Regions from separate parts of the Sus scrofa genome. Here region 2 is linked to region 1. The links are chromatin contacts, called in public HiChIP or PLAC-seq maps. All regions are on one chromosome and are shown on one strand. The core of a region is the stretch at or near the end of the contact, and the rest is flanking DNA. Distances in the headings are between cores, read along the strand shown. Region 1 overlaps RCBTB2 (RCC1 and BTB domain-containing protein 2). Region 2 overlaps RCBTB2 (RCC1 and BTB domain-containing protein 2).

Region 1 (6,631 bases), core at 2,704-5,203:
GGTAACAAACCGGGCTAGTATCCATGAGGATGTAGGTTCAATCCCTAGCCTCGCTCACTGGGTTAAATTATCCCTCGCTGCTCTGAGCTGTGGTGCCGCTCAGATCCCAAGCTGCTATGGCTGTGGCATAGGCCAGTGGCTACAGCTCTGATCAGACCCCGAGCCTGGGAACTTCCATATGCTGTGGGTGTGGCCCTGAAAAGACCAAAAAAAAAAAAAATCCATGTTATTGTTTTCTACTATTTCTAAAAGATTTCTATACTGTGGTAAGGATTAGTTTTGACTTATGTGAATTCTGAATAATTCAAAATCTCCACAGTTGCGTGCCTCTCATAAAATGTGGGTACTGTGTATTAAAAATCTAGTTATGTGAAAAGAGTATTGCTTTAGAATTAAAAGGAACTGAGTTTATGGAAAAACACTCAGATGGTAAAAGAATCAGTTCTGAGGGGAAAAAAGGAAATTCCTCATAGATTCATCATAGTACATTTGCATAATAAGAGAAATGAGAAAAAAAATTGTAAGCAACCTGAAAGAAATATATAGGAAAAAAGGAAATTCCTCATAGATTCATCATAGTACATTTGCATAGTAAGAGAAATGAGAAAAAAATTGTAAGCAACCTGAAAGAAATATATGTTATTATAAAGAAATGAAATTTAAATTCACTGCACATGACTCGGCAACAATAGACGCCAATTACCAATGGTGTGTTATCTTCAAAGTATTAAGAGTAAAATAAATGCCAACCTGCAATTTTATATTAATCGAAACTGTCCTTTAAACGTAAGGACAAAATGAAGAACTTTTGAAATTGATAAAATCTGAGCTTACACTCAGAGGTTAGTACTGAGTGCTTAACTATGGGATGCAATTATGTTGGAACGAAATTGGACTCAAAGTGAATATAGGATTACAGGAAGCAAAGAAATTGGAGAGCTTGTTGGTATATCCAATGAATTATTAACTACAAAAAGGGAACAATTTTCACGTGTTTCAAGGGAATACAGAACCACAAAAAAGATCACAGGATGGAAGATTGGCAAGCAGGGAGAAAACTGGAATTAAAGCATAAGAATGGCACGTAATTCAGTATAAGGATCAAGATATCATTAACATTTCAGTTACCACTTGTTATGTAGCAGAATACCCAACGTATTTGACGCTTAAAGCAACAATCATTTTATTTGCTCATAATTCTGGGGGTAAATGGGTTTTTTCACTCACTTGTCTAGTACCTGTACTACTATAGCTCAAACTTCTGGTGCTGGCTAGAACACTCAAGGTTATATGCTGGAACCTTCTTGCCCTCAACTCAGTTCTCTTCCATGTAGTCTCAAGGCTAACCCCTCTCCATGTGGCTTTCCAGCAGGATATCCAGACTTCTTACATGTAAGTTCAGAGCACCCAAGAGTATAAAAGCAGAAGCTATCTGACCTTTAAAAATCTTAGCTCAAGACCTAACATAGGAGTTCTTGTCATGGCGCAGTGGAAACAAATCCGACTAGGAACCTCGAGGTTGCGGTTCGATCCCTGGCCTTGCTCAGTGGGTTAAGGAACTGGTGTTGCCGTGAGCTGTGGGGTAGATCTGGCATTGCTGTGGCTCTGGCATAGGCTGGCAGTAACAGCTCCGATTAGATCCCTAGCCAGAGAACCTCTATATGCCTCAGGTACAACCCTAAAAAGACAAAAGACAAAAAAAATAGACCTAACATAGCATCACTCTGCCACATCCCAATGGTTAAAGACAGCCCCGCCCAAGAGCATGATACCCAGAGGCATTTTTCAGCTGATAATTGATATTTATCAAAAATATACCACAAATATCATACTCAGGGAAACATAAACATTCTGTTTAGTCAGGAACATGACAAGGATGCCACAATTACCGATTCTATCCAACTCAGTTCTAGAGGTCTTAGCCAGAGCTAAAAGTAGGAAAAATAAATGAAATAGAAGGGAAAAAACATGATTTCCAGAGAATTGGATTGTCCAAACAACATTCAAGAGACTCCACAAACTATTCAAGCTTATAAAAGAGTCCAGCAAGATGGTGTGTTACTAGAGCAAAATAAAAAATTCAGTGGCCTCCCAGTACACAAGCAACAACCAATTAAAATGAAAATTTTTTTCCATTTACAAAAGTAACCTAGGAATACAACTAACATGGAAGATAATGAAAATACTTATGAAAAATATTACAATGTATTACTTAGTAACATAGAAGAACACCCAGGAGTTCCCTGGTGTCCTCGTGGTTAAAGATCTGGTGTTGCCACTGCTCTGGCTTGGGTCACTACTGTGGCTCAGGTCACTGCTGTGACATGGGTTTGATCCCTGACCGAGGAACTTCCACACACCTATCTGAGGCCTAAAGAAAAAGACCTAAATAAATGGAGAGTTAGACTATGCTCATGGCTGGGAAGACTCAGTGTCATAAAGAGGTCAATTCTTCCCCCTAATCTACACATTCATGCTTTGTTCTGGGCTTTGACAGGCTGAGCATAAACTTCAAGCAAATAATAAAGGGTCAAGAACAGCTGACAATTTTTTTGATGGAAAACCATAAGAAGAAAAAGAGTATAGAAAGATTACCTTTTCAGATATCAATACTTACTATAAAGCTATAGAAAGTAAAACAATGTGGCATTGACAAAGGCAAAAAAAAAAAAAAAAAAAAAAAAAAAAAGAGACCAATTAACCAGGAAAAGAAGTACAGAAAAGAAGCTTGGCAAGTGTGGACATTTAGAAGATAACGGAAATGTCATCGCAACTCTGTGTAGACAAGATTGCTATTCAATAAATGATGCAGAAACAGAATGTTATCATAGGGAAAAGGTTAGACCTTCATCTTGTACCATATGCATGCTCAATTCCAGATGAATTAAAGACTCAAATGTGAAAACTAACCCTTGAAAATTTATAGGAGATAATGTGGAATAATGTCTTTGTGACCACAGGGTAGAATGAATTCCCATACAAGACTCGAAAATCACAGGTCATAAAGGAAATACAGTCAAATTTGAATATTTTCTAATTTAAAACCTCTTCGAAACAAAAGATTCTGAAAGACAAGCCAGTGCTTCAGAGAAGATACAACACGTCTAACCATAATGCAATAGTCAAACTATATGAAAAACTTCTACAAAATGGGAGGAAAAGTCAAATAACCATTAGCTAACTGGGAATGATATAAAGAGTATGTTCAAAAAATGCATGAATATGAGTACAAAAAGATGTTCAAACTGATCAGTAATCAAGGCAATGCAAATTAAAACAAGGGTATATCTTTTCAGACCCATCAGATTGGCAAGATTTCTGATACCACGTGTTGGTCTGGATGAGGAAATTCTTGTACAGCGTTGGCAAGTGGAAACTGATACAAACAAATGATTTGAGAAATAACTGGGCACTGTCTGATAAAACGGAAGTTACACATGCCCTAAAATCCAGCAATTCTAATTTTCAGTGTATAACCTAGAGAAAATTTTGCACAGTACTTAGGAGATGTGTAAATGGGTTTTCATCACATCAGTGCTTGCAATAATGAAATATTGAAAATAACTTAAATGTTCATCAATTGGAAAATAGATCATTGTGATATGATCCATAGGAACCATATGAAATTGCTGCGATTCAACCATTTCGATATGGTTCAACTTAATAAATTTATAAAACTCCGTATTATATAGGAGCCAGGTGAGCTAGATCGAGATGATTCGCCATGGGTAAATCTCAAAAACAAAATATTAAGTGAAAAGGCCATGCTATAGGATGTATGATATAACTGCAAGCACATTCAAGTAAACATCAACTTCCTTAAGATAGAATATCTATTCGCAACAATAACTAGAAAGTTTTCTAAAAAATTGAGGTCTTTCTGAAGATAACAAAAGAATTTGTTGACAATCATATGATTTTCTGCTCATACTGAAAGTAGCAGTTCCCCAAAAGGGAAACCACAGTGCTTTACATAAGAAAATAGACCCCGGGCAGCCCAAAATTTAAAATATCCACTGTACCATTATAGTTCCTTTGATTTCAGTTTATTTCTGATTTTCTTGGTGATCCATTACTGGCTGTTAATCCAAAGAGAAGACAGTAAATAATTTTATGCAGAAGGCAAAAGAAAAAAAAATCTCCAGAGCTAGAAAAAGAGAGATGGTATCAACTGAAAAATTTTATTTCAACATTCTCCACTCCTTTCTCGGAAGTCCTATGTACTTCCTAGAATACTAAATTGTTTTAAGTGAAAATTAAGATTGACAAACTTACTCTGTTGTTCCTCTTCTTTTCTTTGTTCATGTGGTTAGTGACCCATGCATGAAATTTTAAAAAGTTGTGCTCTAGTCCTTAGTGACGTTAAGGGAAAATACAATAGTGCCACCAATGTGAACGAATTTTATTTGTTTGCAAATCTAAAATCCATTACTTGTTCCCCATTATATATAACCCCCAAATCTAAACTGCTCAGCATAGAGTTCAAGGCCTTCTTGCTATGATTTCAATAGAGGGGGTGATATCTCCTCTGGCATCAGTTAAAATAGGTTCAGCTACAATGTGCAGATGGTTTGTAAGAAGACAGAAGCTGGCAACTCTCCAGTTGTCAGACACCCAGTCTCCTTCTAATCTGTTGCTCTGCCGTCCTCCAAATGGGACGTCCATCTTGTGGTCCAAGAGGCTGCCCTAGATCCTGCCATCACATCCACATGCCGGCCAATGAGAAGGAGGAAAAGTGGAAGAGAAGATATATCCTCCACCTCTAAGGACACGTTCCCGAAGTTGCACACACCATCTTATGCTTACATCTCATTGTCCAGAGCTTAGCCATATGCTGCATCTAGCTTCAACGCCAGCTGGTAAATGTAGCTTCTATTCTAGGTGCTTCACACCCATCTAAATGTGGGGGTGTCTATTACTGAGAAGAAAAGAACTGATGTTGTGGCAACAACCAGTAGCTTCTGCCACACTGCCTTCCTCCCCCTCTTCTCCTCCAAATGGGGGAATACTAACTTGACTCCCAAACATTGACTGGGTTGTGTTTAATCTTGGGCAGAACCCCTGCAGAGTAAAAGGTGTGAATGCATGGATGTAGCCCTTTCTTGGCTGTTGTGCTCCATTTCACCCTTCCATGCAGCTGAATCGGTAAACTGATAAAGGCTCGGTCTAAGGAATGGCCAAGTGTCTTTGTCTCTGACCCCTCTCTCTTCACTTACAAGTGTGTGAACACTTTCATTGCTCCTATGGCAGCTGGTGGCTGGTGGCTCGCCTTGGGCATAGGAGGTGTGAATTGCAGACTTCATTTCACTTGACTAGAAAGTTAAGCCTTAAGGATTAGAGGCTTGAGATCTGGTAATATGTAAAATAAAATGGATACTTTGGTATTAGTTTTAAAGAAAAACTACCTAGAATAGACATCAGAGCTTCAAAGAGATGCTTGGATTAAAGATGGTAGCGAGATTGCTCTGCGTAACAGAAGCAACCAAAGGGGCTGAAGGCTGCGAGGTAAAAGAATCAGAAGGAACCACCTCCATCAGGATGGGAACAGAGACGAGAAGCCCCCACTGGGGTTTGCTGGCTGCGTGCAGTGGATATACCTCATCAACCTCCTCTTTTTTTTCTTTGAAACATTCAGAAAACTCTACATTGTTCACTAAGGGTTTGTATGAGTAGATTCTGAAAGAGAAGCAATGAGAGGTGACAGTTTGTATTCTGTCTCTTGCAAGTTCAGAAACCCAAGACTAACTTCAGGAAGAGAGAGACAGGAATATGGAAGAGAAAGCATGTGGGCCTATAAAACTGGGAAGTCAGGGATGGATTTGGATTTAGGTATAATCACTAATATTATTTTCTCTCTCACTTTCATCTCTCTTGTTTCTCCAACCCCAACCTTACCTCCCTCTCTTTCATTCTCTGTCTGCCTCTGCTTCCCTCTGTCTGTTGGTCTCTCTCTTTTGCTTTCCACTAAAAACAGGCTTCCTCTGTGCAGCTGGGAAGGCACTCGCTGGCAGCACCAGATTCAAATTGTGTGCTTTAAATATATGTGCAGGAGTTCCCATCGTGGCTCAGTGGTTAATGAATCCGACGAAGAACCATGAAGTTGCGGGTTCAGTCCCTGGCCTTGCTCAGGGGGTTAAGGATCTGGCGTTGCCGTGAGCTGTGCAGATGCAGCTCGGATCTGGCATTGCTGTGGCTCTGGCATAGGCCAGCGGCTACAGCTCCAATTAGACCCCTAGCCTGGGAACCTCCATATGCCGTGGGAGCAGCCCTAGAAAAGGCAAAAGGACAAAAAAAAAAGATAAAAGCAGAAAATAATAATAAAAATAAATAGGGAGGAAAAATAGACCACCAAAACTAATTCTTTGAAAAGAGCAATAAAACAGACAAACGTATGAGAATTCTAATTAAAAAAAAAAGTTGAGTGAGAGAATGAGTCAGATGTTAGATTTTAAACAGAACTTGACTTGAAGCCCAGTTCATCTTGAACAAGCTACTTAACCTCTTTAAGCTTTTGTTTCTCTTTCATAAAATGAGGACAACAGTACAGTACTTATTTCATAGGGTTGTAGTGAGGATTAAATTAGGTCACATGTGAGGGCTTAGCACAGTCCTTACACATAGTATGCATACA
Region 2 (6,912 bases), core at 2,298-4,797, 89 kb after region 1:
GTATTCCCAGGCAGTATGTGGGAATTCCTGGGCCAGGGATTGAACCTACACCACACAGCAGCAACCAGAGCCACAGCAGTGAGAACGCAAGAGCCTCAACCCACTAGGCCATCAGAGAACTCCCTACACAACTATTCTTGAGGCATTGCTGTCCCAACATTTCTTCCTATTGGTCATCAAGTCCTTTTTCCTTGCCTATGTGTTTTTGGAATTTTGATACTACACTGCATTGAATTGGGATTATATGATTTTGTTAAAACATTTTTGTTGTCGTTCCTAGGACTTAGAAGAATTCTGCTTCAGATTTTGCGTAAACCATTTGACTGTGGTGACACAGACTTCAGGCTTTGCAGAAATGGACCATGATCTCTTGAAGAACTTTATCAGCAAAGCAAGCAGAGTTGGAGCCTTTAAAAACTGATCCTCATCTGTATTTTAAGATTTTCATTTTCCCTGAAAAAAACTTTTTTTTAATGGTATTTACGATGAGTTACATTTGGCTGAATACCCATGTTCTGCTGAATGGAGGATGGTGGTCAGTCCTCCCCATCTTTTGAAATCCAGTCTTTCTAGAAGGCATTAAATGCTCTGAACAGATGTGACTGAGCTCAAGGGAAAAAATGTAAATGTCTTAATCTACCATTTCCTCTTTCAAGTTGCCGAGTCGGAGGTGTTTGGTACATGGGTTCTGGCCCAATTCCTACAGTCAGCAGGCTGATGCCGCACAAGAGCTTGATGCTCGATGGGGAATGCTCTCGTACCACACTTGCAGCATCCAGCTCAGTGCCTTGCATATAGTAGGCACTCACCTTACTATAAATCTTGAGCACGCCCTGCGAACAGCTTTACTTGTGGGACACAGGATGAAGGAATAAGTTCCACAAGACATTTTAAACAACTGAGACTCGGCGTTCCCGTTGTGGTGCAGTGGTTAATGAATCTGACTAGGAACCATGAGGTTGCGGGTTCGATCCCTGGCCTTGCTCAGTGGGTTAAGGATCTGGCGTTGCCGTGAGGTGTGGTGTAGGTTGCAGACACAACCGTGAGCTGTGGTGTAGGTTGCTGTGGCTCTGGCATAGGCTAGTGGCTACAGCTCTGATTTGACCCCTAGCCTAGGAACCTCCATATGCTGCAGGAGCAGCCCAGAAATGGCAAAAAGACAAAAAAACAAAAAAAAACGGAGACTCAAACACTTCTGGTAAATCATTCTGAGAAATAGTGGCTAATTTGGAGCATTAATTAGAATTCACAAAAGGCCTTGCCAATTAAATTGTTCAAGACCCAAGGGCTCATTTCAGTTCTCTGCTCTGAGTCATTAATTTCTCATAAGGGATTATTGAATATGAAGTACTGTCTTAGAATGAATGTTATTTCTGGGTTCATCTGCCTTACATAATTACATGTCTTTTGTGTTGAGATTTCCCTCTATAAGTAAAAATGATTTTGTGTTTTTCTTGTGGTTGACTTTTGTGTGACTATAAAATAGATCTCTTAACTTGGCATAGTGTAATTATAAAGTACTAGCTGAAAAGGAACTAATATTTACATTTCATGGGCAGCACTGGTTAAGAATGAGCTAAATGTGTGCTTTTTAGATCAAGTTACCCAACTGCTAATGAGAAACTGGAACAGGATGTGGGAGGCAGCTCAGTGTCTCCTATTGTGTATTGCACAGTATGATACCATGTAAATAAAACGCTTTTAAAATTAGAAAATTTGTTTTGACACCAAACTGTTTGATAATAAAGTGCTTATTTGCTGATAATAGAACAAATGTGTGCATTATTAATTCTTCAGAAGCAGCAAGATTCTGTCAACCCCTGTGTCCCTTAGATTTACACAGATCCTTTGCTACAAGCTTGCTTGCTTGCTTATTTACATATGTATGTATGTCTTTTTAGGGCCACACATGCAGCATGTGGAGGTTCCCAGGCTGGGATTCGAATCAGAGCTGCAGCTGCCGGCCTATACCATGGCCACAGCAACGCTGGATCCAAGCTGCATCTGTGACCTGCACCACAGCTCAGGGCACCGCCGGGTCATTAACCCACTCCATGCGTCATGGATACTAGTCAGATTCGTTTCCGCTGAGCCACGGCAGGAACTCCATAAAAGCTTCTTTTTTAAAGCAGTTACTCAGATGAGGCATCATAGCAAAGCCCATCCTAAAACTTTATAAACGACTTCTAAATAACTTACTTACTCTTCATATGCTTGTCTGTGACTGTTCTTTAATGGTGAGGTCACTTTGGGATCCTAGTTTCTGTTCATCCATTTTTGCAGATCTTGTCTGGTAGAGACAAAGTGGTCTGGATGCCTCTAGTTTTGGTTTTGGGGTTTTTTTGTTTGTTTGTTTTTGGTTTTGTTTTTTTGTCTTTTTAGGGCTGCACCTGCGGCATATGGAGGTTCCCAGGTGAGGGGTCGGAATCAGAGCCGCAACTGCCGGCCTGCATCACAGCCACGGCAACGCCAGATCCAAGCCACGTTTGTGACCTACACACCACAGCTCACAGCAACGCTGGACGCTTAACCCACTGAGTGAGGCCAGGGATCAAACCCACATCCTCATGGATACCAGTCAGGTTTGTAACCGCTGAGCCGCAGCAGGAACTCCCTGGATGCCTCTGGTTCTAAATCAGAATCCCGTTTTGGAATAATACAGTGTTTGTTATTTTAAAACTGCCTTACACCATTTGTTTTCATTTTTTGGTTGACCTGCCATTCTGTCCAGCAAAGAAACATTGAGACCTGGGTCTTTGAAGTTGCCATCGGTTCTCACAGCCAGACACCCACAGGCTTCACTCCTGACTCTTGCTCCTCACCCCCAAGCTTGCTGTCACCGAGCAAAGCCTTCACAGCCGCCAGTGTCTCCCCAGACCGTCTCTTCCTCCTTCCCACCCTTCTCAGACAGGGTCTTCTGAAGTTCCTCAGTGCCTTTTTTCTTTTATGAACTCATTTAATGTAAAAACTGGAAAACTCAAAGGGAACAGGTAAGTTTTTTAGGAATAAAAAACGGATCATCCCTCACGAAACTGCACGGCGGGTCACCGCACTGCCAGAACGCGTGCTGGTGGGAAGGGTGGATGGAGCTTTCCTCTCAGCTTTGTCATGTGTAGGTTGCACTGTTCTGCAGCTCAGTGCTGCTCATCTCTGGGCACAATAGAATCATCTGTGAAACTTTGGCAATGTATAGATTCAAAGATTCTAACTCAGCATGTTTAAGGAGCTCCACAGGCAATTTTGATATTCAGCCAAGGATGGGAATCACTGGTTTATAGCCTTTAAAACCCGGGATGCCAAACAATAAGGGCGGCCTGATTTTAGACCAGTTGGAGATGACAGATAAGTCCTGTGGTTACATCTCTGGAAAAAGACGCTTTCTCTCGTCTTTGAAGATGGGCTGGCCATCAGTGCTCCTGTGTAAAGGATAATGCACTGGATTTCCTTCATTCCTTTTTAACAGACGAGGGTTTGGAGAGCGCAGACACTGCTGTTCCGTTTGGGATATGTGAGAGGGAAGTCCAGTTTCACAATGACTACATCAGAAAGCGGCTGATCCGTAAGTTCATCCTACATTTTCCATTCTTAAGTTTTGTTTCCTCTCTGCTTATTCAAGAAGTTCTGTGTTTTCAGTGCTTCCAATATAATTTCACCCTAACTTACACAAAGGTTTAGATTTTACAGGAATAAAGAAAAAGAAGCATCCTCATCTGCTGATAAAAGCTTGTGAAGGTACCTACCATTCTCTGCTCTTTAAAAGGTAAAGGTTTGGCGTTCCCGCTGTGGCGCAGTGGGTTGAGAATCTGGCTGCAGTGGCTTGGGTTGCTGGGGAGGCGCAGCTCAGTCAGCCCAGTACAGTGGCTTGAAGGACCCAGCACTGCTGACCCAGCTTGGATTCATTCAGTCCCTGGCCTGGGAACTTTCATATGCACAAGGTCCTACTGTGTAGCACAGGGAACTATATTCAGTACCCTGTGATGAACCATAATGGAAAGGAATATGAAAACGAATGTATATGCATGTGTAGCTGAGTCACTCTGCGTGTAGCAGAAATGAGCAGCACCACATGGTAAGTCAACTATACAAAGCAGAGGTTAATTTGTCCTTTATCTGAGACCGGAAGAAACTGCCAGTCATTCTAGACCATAACCTGCTGAGTTTTATTTAGTTGCTCACTCCCACCCCGCCTGCAGGACCTTGTTCAAACATCCGGTCAAGCCTTTCCCTGCCAACACCCCCTCCTCCCTGCTGTGTCCTTCCCCCCAGAACCTAGTGCAGTCCGAGTACTGGGAAGTCCTCATTGATGGATGCATTCTGTCTCTTTCCCTGAAGCTAGAATTAGAACGTTAAGTTCCACAGAGAGGGGGATCCTAGTTTTATGTATTCATTGTTGTATCAGCTGCATTGAGAAAACTGGCCTGAAATATGGAATGCATTCAGTACATGACATTTTTGAAGAGGAAGAGAATATTGTTTGTTTCCACCTAATTGGAAAACTTATGGAACCCCCCCCCCACCTTGTTTTTTTTTTCCTCCCTACATATGGGCTTCTAGATATTAGAGCTACAGTTGTAGGTAAAACCAGCCAGGATGATGCCGGGATGGGTGACCAAGCAGTAGGCAAGCCAGGTAAGGCAGTTTCTCATGGTGACAAATGCTGTTACACTTTGGAAGGAGAGTGGCACAGTACAGAGTAAGTAAGGACTTTAGCTTGGGTGTCAAGATAGGCCTCTGGGCTGAGCCCTGAAAGATAAGAAACCAGCTATGCAGATTTCTGGGGGAAGAGCCTTTGAGACAGAAGGAAAAGCAAACACTAAGCCTGAGGTAAGGATGGGCTTGGCGTCCTAAGGAAAAAAAGCCAGCAGGGAGATGGGACTGAGAAGGTAGGGGCCTCTGCCCCGGCCAGATGGGGAGTGTGACTACTTCCAACCAATTTACATTTTTTTTTTTTTGTCTTTTGTCTTTTGCTGTTGTTGTTGTTGTTGCTATTTCTTGGGCCGCTCCCGCGGCATATGGAGGTTCCCAGGCTAGGGGTTGAATCGGAGCTGTAGCCACCGGTCTACACCAGAGCCACAGCAACATGGGATCCGAGCCGCGTCTGCAACCTACACCACAGCTCACGGCAATGCCGGATCCTTAACCCACTGAGCAAGGGCAGGGACCGAACCCGCAACCTCATGGTTCCTAGTCGGATTCGTTAACCACTGCGCCACGACAGAACTCCCCAATTTACCTTTTAAAGGGCTCATCCTCACCCCTGAAGGAGAGCAAAGGTAAGGGGCAAAGAGGCAAGTGGAGACCTGTTAGAAGTCTTTGTCTTTTAGGGCTGCACCTAAGCCACATGGAGGTTCCCAGGCTAGGGATCGAATCGGAGCTGCAGTCCCCGGGCCTACCACTCGGGATCTGAGCCGTGTCTGTGACCCACACCACAGCTCACAGCAATGCTGGATCCTTAACCCACTGATCGAGGCCAGGGATCGAACCCGTGACCTCATGGTTTCTAGTCGGCTTCGTTTCTGCTGCACCATGACAGGAACTCTGAGACCTGTTAGAAGTCTTTACAGCCGTCCAGACAAGCTCTAATAGATGACTCTAGATTTTTCAACTAAGTGTTGAGTAAAATGGGGGAAGATTAGTATAGAAACAAGGTATTTTTGCTTGTTTGATTCTGGTTTATATTTTGAGAAGTTGGGCAAGCAGAAGGGTAGAAATCAAGACTTCTATTAGCTATGAGAGTTGTGAGGTCAGAGCAGGAGAAATAAATTTGGGAGTCATCGGTATATAAAGCCCATTCAAGGCTAAGAATAGATGAAATGCTAGGAGAGAACTGAGATTTAGAAGAGAATGCTGGTGTTCCCTGGTGGCGCTGCAGGTTAAGGACCCGGCACTGTCACTGCAGTGGCTGGGATCACCGCTATTGCGCTGGTTGGATCCCTGGCCTGGGAACTCAGGCGTGCTGCGGGCACCACCAAAATAAAAATAATTTTTAAAATGGAGAGAATGTTAGTGCACGTAATACAGAGACCACATCAGGCTATTAAGACTCTTGGCTAATTTATTTAAAAATAGACAAACTATTGTAGAAAATAACATAGCAATTTTAAATGTACAGTTTTAACGAATACAAAAAGCAATAAAGCAATATCTGAAGCTTTATTTAAGAAATCTCAATACACGATCTTTGAAGTTCCTAAAATTCTGACACTAAGTCTAACATGAACTTATTAGCAAAAGACCTAGAAATGTGGTAAGCCCTGGACATAAAAGCAAACTGATGTATATGATATTCATGCAAAAATGAATGAGGAAATGAGACAAAGCTTTCTAGTGCCTTTGTTATCAAGATAACTGTCAAAAAATAAGTTTGCAACTTAAGTCAGCACAAAATAAAATTTTGTTTTCTAACAAATAAGATCAGATTTCTTTTTTAAAAGACCTCTGAGTTTAGACAAAGTGATTTTCCTAAAAGCTAGTAAATGCTACCTTAAATACTACCTATTTTAAATTATACCATCTCTAAATAAGTTAATCACACAAGATAGTTTAAATACACCTTTAGGTGTCGGGGGGAAGCGCCTCTTTTTCTAATGTAGCTGTTTTAATTTTTTGCACAAAATCAGGAACATTAAATGTTTAACTCAAAGACATTTGATTACCTGCAACTTTGGACTAGGAATAATGTGGCTTTGAACGTGCCAGTGTAAGACCATGTTGAATTTAAAAAAAAAACAAAAACTGCCAGTTCAAAAGATACATGGAAGACATGTACCATTCCAGAGAAAACACACCCTCTTCCCAAATTTAGGAGGGCAGAATAACTGCTGAGATGCAATCAGGTAACTCTTTAAGAAAGAAAAATTAAGGCTCCCATAGTCAACAGTCTGTGGAATAAAACTATTTTGTATCTTGATT

Evidence for each region. HiChIP or PLAC-seq counts read pairs in DNA pulled down with a chosen protein or histone mark.
Region 2: an H3K27ac HiChIP or PLAC-seq map of alveolar macrophages shows a contact between it and region 1. The contact joins two enhancer-like sites. A contact is called at or near these places in 1 of 47 Hi-C or Micro-C datasets (embryonic fibroblasts) and 2 of 2 datasets of contacts at active chromatin or transcription factors (alveolar macrophages and skeletal muscle).

Annotation. Positions count from the first base shown.
Region 1 is chr11:19,090,953-19,097,583 of Sscrofa11.1, forward strand. All of the region lies in intron 1 of RCBTB2 (RCC1 and BTB domain-containing protein 2), which reads left to right. It overlaps LOC106510651 (a long non-coding RNA gene), which reads right to left and starts at 10. Exons shown (of 3, transcript XR_002336553.1): 1 at 1-10. Within about 2 kb of position 3,954, at least 1 of the 83 cell types and tissues checked has an H3K27ac peak or open chromatin away from gene starts, as enhancers often do. A contact at or near this core is called in alveolar macrophages, where this site is marked.
Region 2 is chr11:19,180,719-19,187,630 of Sscrofa11.1, forward strand. It overlaps RCBTB2 (RCC1 and BTB domain-containing protein 2), which reads left to right. Exons shown (of 18, transcript XM_021065333.1): 18 at 281-1,770. The coding sequence ends at 421. It also overlaps a transcript of RB1 not described here. Among named protein-coding and RNA genes, the nearest start is that of LPAR6, 32 kb to the right of the region's middle. Within about 2 kb of position 3,548, at least 13 of the 83 cell types and tissues checked have an H3K27ac peak or open chromatin away from gene starts, as enhancers often do. A contact at or near this core is called in alveolar macrophages, where this site is marked.